2 separate regions of the Anas platyrhynchos genome follow, and region 1 is linked to region 2. The links are chromatin contacts, called in public Hi-C maps. All regions are on one chromosome and are shown on one strand. Each heading gives the region's core, a stretch centred on a gene start, on an enhancer-like site or on the middle of the called end of the contact. The rest is flanking DNA. Distances are from core to core; before and after follow the strand shown.

The links. A called contact is a pair of places that touch in the nucleus more often than the background predicts.
Region 1: a contact with region 2 is called in a Hi-C map of skeletal muscle, with 1.8 times the contacts expected there. The contact joins the enhancer-like site here to the promoter of MPEG1 in region 2. A contact is called at or near these places in 2 of 8 Hi-C or Micro-C datasets (liver and skeletal muscle).

The regions. Positions count from the first base shown.
Region 1 is chr5:54,191,876-54,194,575 of IASCAAS_PekinDuck_T2T, forward strand. RAB3IL1 (RAB3A interacting protein like 1) reads left to right here. Exons shown (of 12, transcript XM_072039137.1): 4 at 331-426; 5 at 1,982-2,059; 6 at 2,134-2,349. Among named protein-coding and RNA genes, the nearest start is that of RAB3IL1, 21 kb to the left of the region's middle. Within about 2 kb of position 1,451, at least 2 of the 8 cell types and tissues checked have an H3K27ac peak or open chromatin away from gene starts, as enhancers often do.
Region 2 is chr5:54,134,831-54,137,813 of IASCAAS_PekinDuck_T2T, forward strand. MPEG1 (macrophage expressed 1) reads right to left here and starts at 1,539. Exons shown (of 1, transcript XM_027457825.3): 1 at 1-1,539. The coding sequence starts at 1,462.

The sequences.
Region 1 (2,700 bases), core at 201-2,700, 57 kb after region 2:
GGGGAGAGAGATTGATGTGGTCATAAAGCGCTTTGGAACAGGACAGCAGTTACTAGGATGGTCCAAAGTCCCTGGGCCAATGTCCAAATTAGTCCCAGAAACCTGCTACAGGGGTCTGTGATATGCAGAGAGCAGCTTGAGGAGGGCAGTGCTTACTGTGCAGCCTCATTGCTGATGGCAAAGGAGCAATGCCAACCTGAGAAGCCCACCACGACTTGTGGAGGGATGCCTTGGGTGGCACCGAGTGCTGCGACAGGAGTCCTGGGCCTGTGATCCACGCAGGGGTAGGTTTGCTAGGAGCTCATGCATCCCTCTTGTCTTCCTCAACAGGAGCTGAAGCTGAAGGACAAAGAATGTGAGAGACTGTCAAAAGTCAGGGAACAACTGGAGCAGGAGCTAGAGGAGTTAACAGCTAGCCTGTTTGAGGTACCACCCTCTTCCTTTTCCCATCGTTTCTTAAAACTCAGCTCGCTTCCAACTCCAGAGAAAGTCTACCTCAAAGGACTTCCACAGCCGTATCACCTCCCACAGCTTCCTCCTTCCCTCTGTTGTTCTTTCTCATTGGAAAGCTGCGCAGAGCTGCCAGCAGAGCCTCACAGGAGCTGGTACCTGCTCCTGGGGAGGGTTTGCATGCGTTCCTTTCCCCTCCTCACAGCTGTATGGTGACATAAATAGCACAGCAGGTATGGGACTGTGGTTGCAAACCCAAGCAAAACCAGATATGGGGATGCCCAGAGCGTGACTCCCTGCCCTGTGCCTGCTCTGCAATCTGAGCAGCAGCTGCTGTGTAGCAGAGATGAGTCCCTGGCTCGTGTCAGCCCTTGCTTGGGGTAGGAGCAAGTTGGATGTCCCTGTACGCTCAGCGCCAGTGAGGGTTCAGAAGGTCTGTTTGTGGTGTTGATGTTTGTGGTGGTGTTTTGCTTTAGTTTTTTTGGTGATGTGGTTCATGTCAAGCTCAATCCTGACAAGATCCCGTTGCCAACAGCTCTAATCTCTAGATCTGACTGCACAGTGAGGGAAGCCAGAGCCCAGCTTCACCTTTGAAGCACAGGCTGGTGCTGAGTGGGAGCGCCCAGAGAGCATCCCCCTTATGGACAGCTGGCTGCCCGGGCTCACAGTGAGCTTAGAGACAGCACACCCGAGGGATTTCTCCTTCCTTTGGTGGCCTTGGACAAAGTGCTTCCAGGCCGTGCTGTGGGGTGGCCTCAGCTGAGACCGACAGCACCCACCTCACCCTTCCTGTGGGAGATGCTTTCAGGCTAGTCTTGTTTAGTCCCCACCTGAGCTACCGCTGCTGCATTGCAGCCGTGCCCAGAGCAGCGAGGGCTGGCCAGGCCATGAAGGAAGTGGGAGCAGAGTGCAGTAACAAGTCAGGTGAGGGCAGGAGAGCAGTGACCTCAACCAGTGGAGGGGCAAGGATGTGGAGTCTGGGTCGGGATCTTTGCCAGAGATGGTGATCAGGGTGAGAAACAGTCCAGTGGTCAGCCAGCAAGCATGCAGTGATGACACATGGCTGAGGTCAAGCCAGGAAACAACCCTCAGGCTTAGAGTCAGGGTTGCAGGAGCACTGGATGGGGTGCAGACACAACTGCTAGATGGCTGAAATGTAGCACAGGTGGGTGCCAGTGTTAAAGCATCAGCCTTAGAACAAATCCCAAGGGCAAGGAGGGGCAGGCCCTTGCTTCTAGCTTTCTTCACAGCACCTTTTGTCAGTGAAGATTACGACCTTGGACTCAGCCAGCTAAACTCTTAGCCAATTTAGTCAATTATAGTCCTAGAAGGGGGATGCACTCCAGGACCTGAGACCCTTTTTCTGGGAAATTCTGGGGGAGAACTCTTCATATCTAGTAGAGTAAAACCCTCGGATGTGGCAGTGATGTCTGTCCCCTTGCTTGCCTGTGATGTGGCAGAGCTTTGGCCTGCCCTGGTGGCTTTATGAGATGGAACTGCAGCAGACAGACTGAAATTCTTTCTGGTCCAGGAAGCACACAAGATGGTGAGAGAAGCGAACACGAAACAGGCGGCGGCAGAGAAACAGCTGAAGGAAGCACGGGGAAAGGTGAGAACTGTGCTGTCTGTGACTTGCTCTCTGTGCTGGATTGGTGCTGGTGACTCTCGCCTTGTCTCTTGCAGATTGACATGCTGCAGGCAGAGGTGACAGCTCTGAAGACGCTTGTGATCACATCCACACCTTCATCTCCAAACTGGGAGCTGCACCCTCAGCTCCAGAGCCCTTCTAAAGCTGTCTTCAGGAAAGGCCACGCGCGAAACAAGAGCACCAGCAGTGCAATGATCACAGCTGCCAGCCACAATGCGGCTCCAGAGCCAGTCAGTCGTGAGTGCAAAGAGGTGGGTGAGGGCCATGCACTGCATCAGCCATGGAGCCACTGCTGCCAGCAGTTGCTGAGCAGAAGCCAGTTTATTCTGCTGCATCTTGGCAGCTGAATCCACTGTCCTGGCATGATTTGCTTTTGTTGCTCTTCTCTGAACTAGTTTGGCTTTTAATGATCACAGCTGGATTTGGACTTCAGGACTCCTCCATCAACTTTTAGTCTCTTGTTCTGTGCTCTTGGGCATGTCACTCTACTTCTTCCTCTTTGCAGAGCATATATGTAATGTTTACCTTTCTCTCTGGAAGGACTGGGCAGAGAAGCCTACAAAGCATTTGTGAATATCTTTGAACCAAACTGTGTTTAATTC
Region 2 (2,983 bases), core at 289-2,788:
GGCTGCTGAACAGCCCCCCAAAGAGGTAGCCGGAGTCGGGGGGCACCGTGCCCCTCGCCGCACACCAGTAGGCGCTGAACTGAACCCGGGAGAGCCAGAAGACGTCCTGGCACACGCGGTGGCAGAAGATGCCCAGGGTGCACTTTTTGTGGCACTCCAGGTGGCTGTGGCCTTCCTCCCGCTCCTGCGCGCCCAGCAGCACCGGGATGTAGGCAGAGGGGCAGGAGAAATCCCCCGTGAGGGGATTTTTCTGCTCCAGCGTGTGGCACAGCGCGCCGGCGTCCGGGCCAGAAAGCCCAACACACTTCTGGAAGACACCCCCGAAGGTGAAGTTGGTCATGGTCCCCTCGCAGGAGCCGTCGTCGGCGTTGGCGTGGAAGTTGAAGTTGGGCGAGGTGGCGTCAGTGCAGCCGGGGTAGGTGTTGAAGGTGTAGTAGCGGCGGATGGCCGCCTCCAGTCGCTTGGCCAGCTTCTTCACCGTGGGGGTGGGCAGCTCTGGCAGGGTGCTGGGGCTGATGAAGAAGTACAGGGGCAGCCCCGAGCGGTCGATGGCCACCAGCTGGTTGCTGATCCCCTCCTGCCACGTCTTGAGGGTGATGCCTGGGTAAAAGGGGATCCCACCGACACTCTCCACCCTGGAGTTGGTACGGTTCTCCATGTACTGCTTGGTGAAGGAGGAGCTGGTGTCCAGGGAGCCCTCGGTTTTCATGTTGATGATGCTGTGGAAGGCAACGCCGGCCGAGGCCGTGATGGTGTTCCGCATGCCCCAGCTGTCCTTCAGGAAGGTTGTTTTGACCTGATCTTCCTGGACCAAGCTGGCTCCAGCGTCCACAGAGGTGATGGTGTGGGTGCCGTAGTTGAGCACCAGCACTTCAGACAGAAAATCGGCCATCCGGGTCTGGTTGTTCTCCAAGTGGCTGGCAATCACCATCAGCTGCTTCTTGAAGCTCTTGTCCAGAACTGCTCCTGGGTCTATCTTGACGGTGTAAACCAGGTTCCTGACTTGCACTCGGGTGGTGAAAGCCCGGTCCTGTACTTGGTGGGTCTTGGTCTGGTGGAAGGCTTGAGAGAACTTGCCGTTGATGGCGGAGAAGAGGGACAGCTCCAGGTTGATGGAGGAAGAGGTGACGCTTTGGTAATTCTTCCAGGACTCGATGATCTCAGAGTTGATGTCCAGGTTGCTGTGCTTGCGAGGGATGGTGAAGACCTCATCTGGGATGATGTAGGACCCATCTTCTGTGGTCTTGCAGAGTGAGTAGCCCAGGTTGATCACTCTGCCCATATCCAAATTCCTCAGGTTATCCCAGCCCCCACCAGGGAGGACTTCCAGACTCGGGACCTTCAAGTTCTTCTTGCAGTCCTGAATCCCTGAAGAGGGCAACAGCTCCTGGGACAGCTCGGCCCCTCTACTCACAGCTGCCAGCGTCCAGGTGAGGACGGCCACCCTCAGCACCCAGAGCATGGCTGAGCTGAGCGGCGGACGTCTCGCTGCTGAGGAGGGAGCCGGGGAAATGAGGCAGTCGGGGGTGCAGCTGCCGGGTGGTTCCTCCTCTTGGGGGGAGGCTGAATTAACAAGGGGAAAGGAGAAGTGAGAGCTGGTGAAACGTGGTAATGGGCTGAGCAGAGCTGAGAAAACAGGGCGAGGAGCAGAAAAGAGGTGCCTGGAAATCATTGCCTCCCTAAAGTAAAAGCCTCCTCTCCCTGTGAAAGCTGCTGTGCTGGAGATGGAGCAAGGAAAAATCCCTTTTTCAGCAGTGTACCTGCACCTACGCGATGCCGTTGTGTGAACCTCCCTTGAATGATGCTCCAGTGACTCTCAGATCAGCCCCTGGCCACCCTAAATGACCTGGCTCTTTGTGCCACACACAAGACCCGGCCCCAGCACCACAGCCATGCTCATGTAGTGGGGTGAGATCCGGCCCTGCTCGCATGAGCTGTGCTGCAGGGCTTTTCCCCATGGCAGGACAGAGGCGAGGCTGCTGGCCATGCAGGGAAGGAATCAGGAGGAACTGGGGAAACGGCACTCTGCTTGTGTTTCCTGGCGAGACGGCTGCCCGAGCCCCTGGGACAGGCCTTGATGTTTTTTTTGGAGGGCCCTCCATGGTGGCCAGGTTCAATTTTTCCTCTCCGCTGTCCCCATTTATGCCAGGGCCTCCTGTAGCCACCTGCACCCGATTCCCCTGAGGGAAGGATCCTTCCCGTGGTGTTTCTGGTTGAGAAGGGCACCTCCTGCACGGGGCTGCAGAACCTCTGGTGGCCTCTGGCTGCAGCAGTCCTGTCACCTGAGGTCCTGCCCAGGGGTGCCTGAGCCTGGCTGGGCACCAATGTCAGTGACACAGAGCAGCAGCTGTGTGTTTTGGGTAATAAACAGTTAAATCCATTTCTACTCTGAAAGCTGCTTACATAGCCATGGTTCTTTCCATATGGACCGGTTCATTTCCCCTATTTTTGCTGGTTAGTTCCTCTTTCCAGGACGGATCTGGCAGAGAACGAGGCTGAAGTGAGAGCTGCGGTGGGGAGAGGTGGACGTGTGTGCGTGCCTTCTGCTGGACAACACCACCGAGAAGCTGTGGGACGATGCAGGGGAGCAGGAAGGCTGGTGGGGGACACCCAGCCCCGTCGTGGGGCCATGGAGGAGTCAGCATTCCCAGGAGGCTCCCACAATAACCTGGAGACCATCTGCATTTTGGACTGTTTCAAGTCCGACTTTGAAGCCTGAATGGTGGCCCCCATGGTGATAGCTGTAGCTGGCAATGCTCCCAGCCGCTGGGATGGGAGGAGGAGAACAGCCTCGTGGGGTGGATGAGCCCCCTCGTCCCTCTGCCATGTGGGAGCAGAGCCGAAACAGAGATCGGGGGCTTCTCCGTGCCACCTCTGCTTCAGGGGGCACATCTCGTCCTGTAGTGGCTGAGGCACAGCAGAGCAAGGCAAAATCTGACCAGTGTACACAGCTTGGGTATAAAAAACAAAAATATATCTGCTG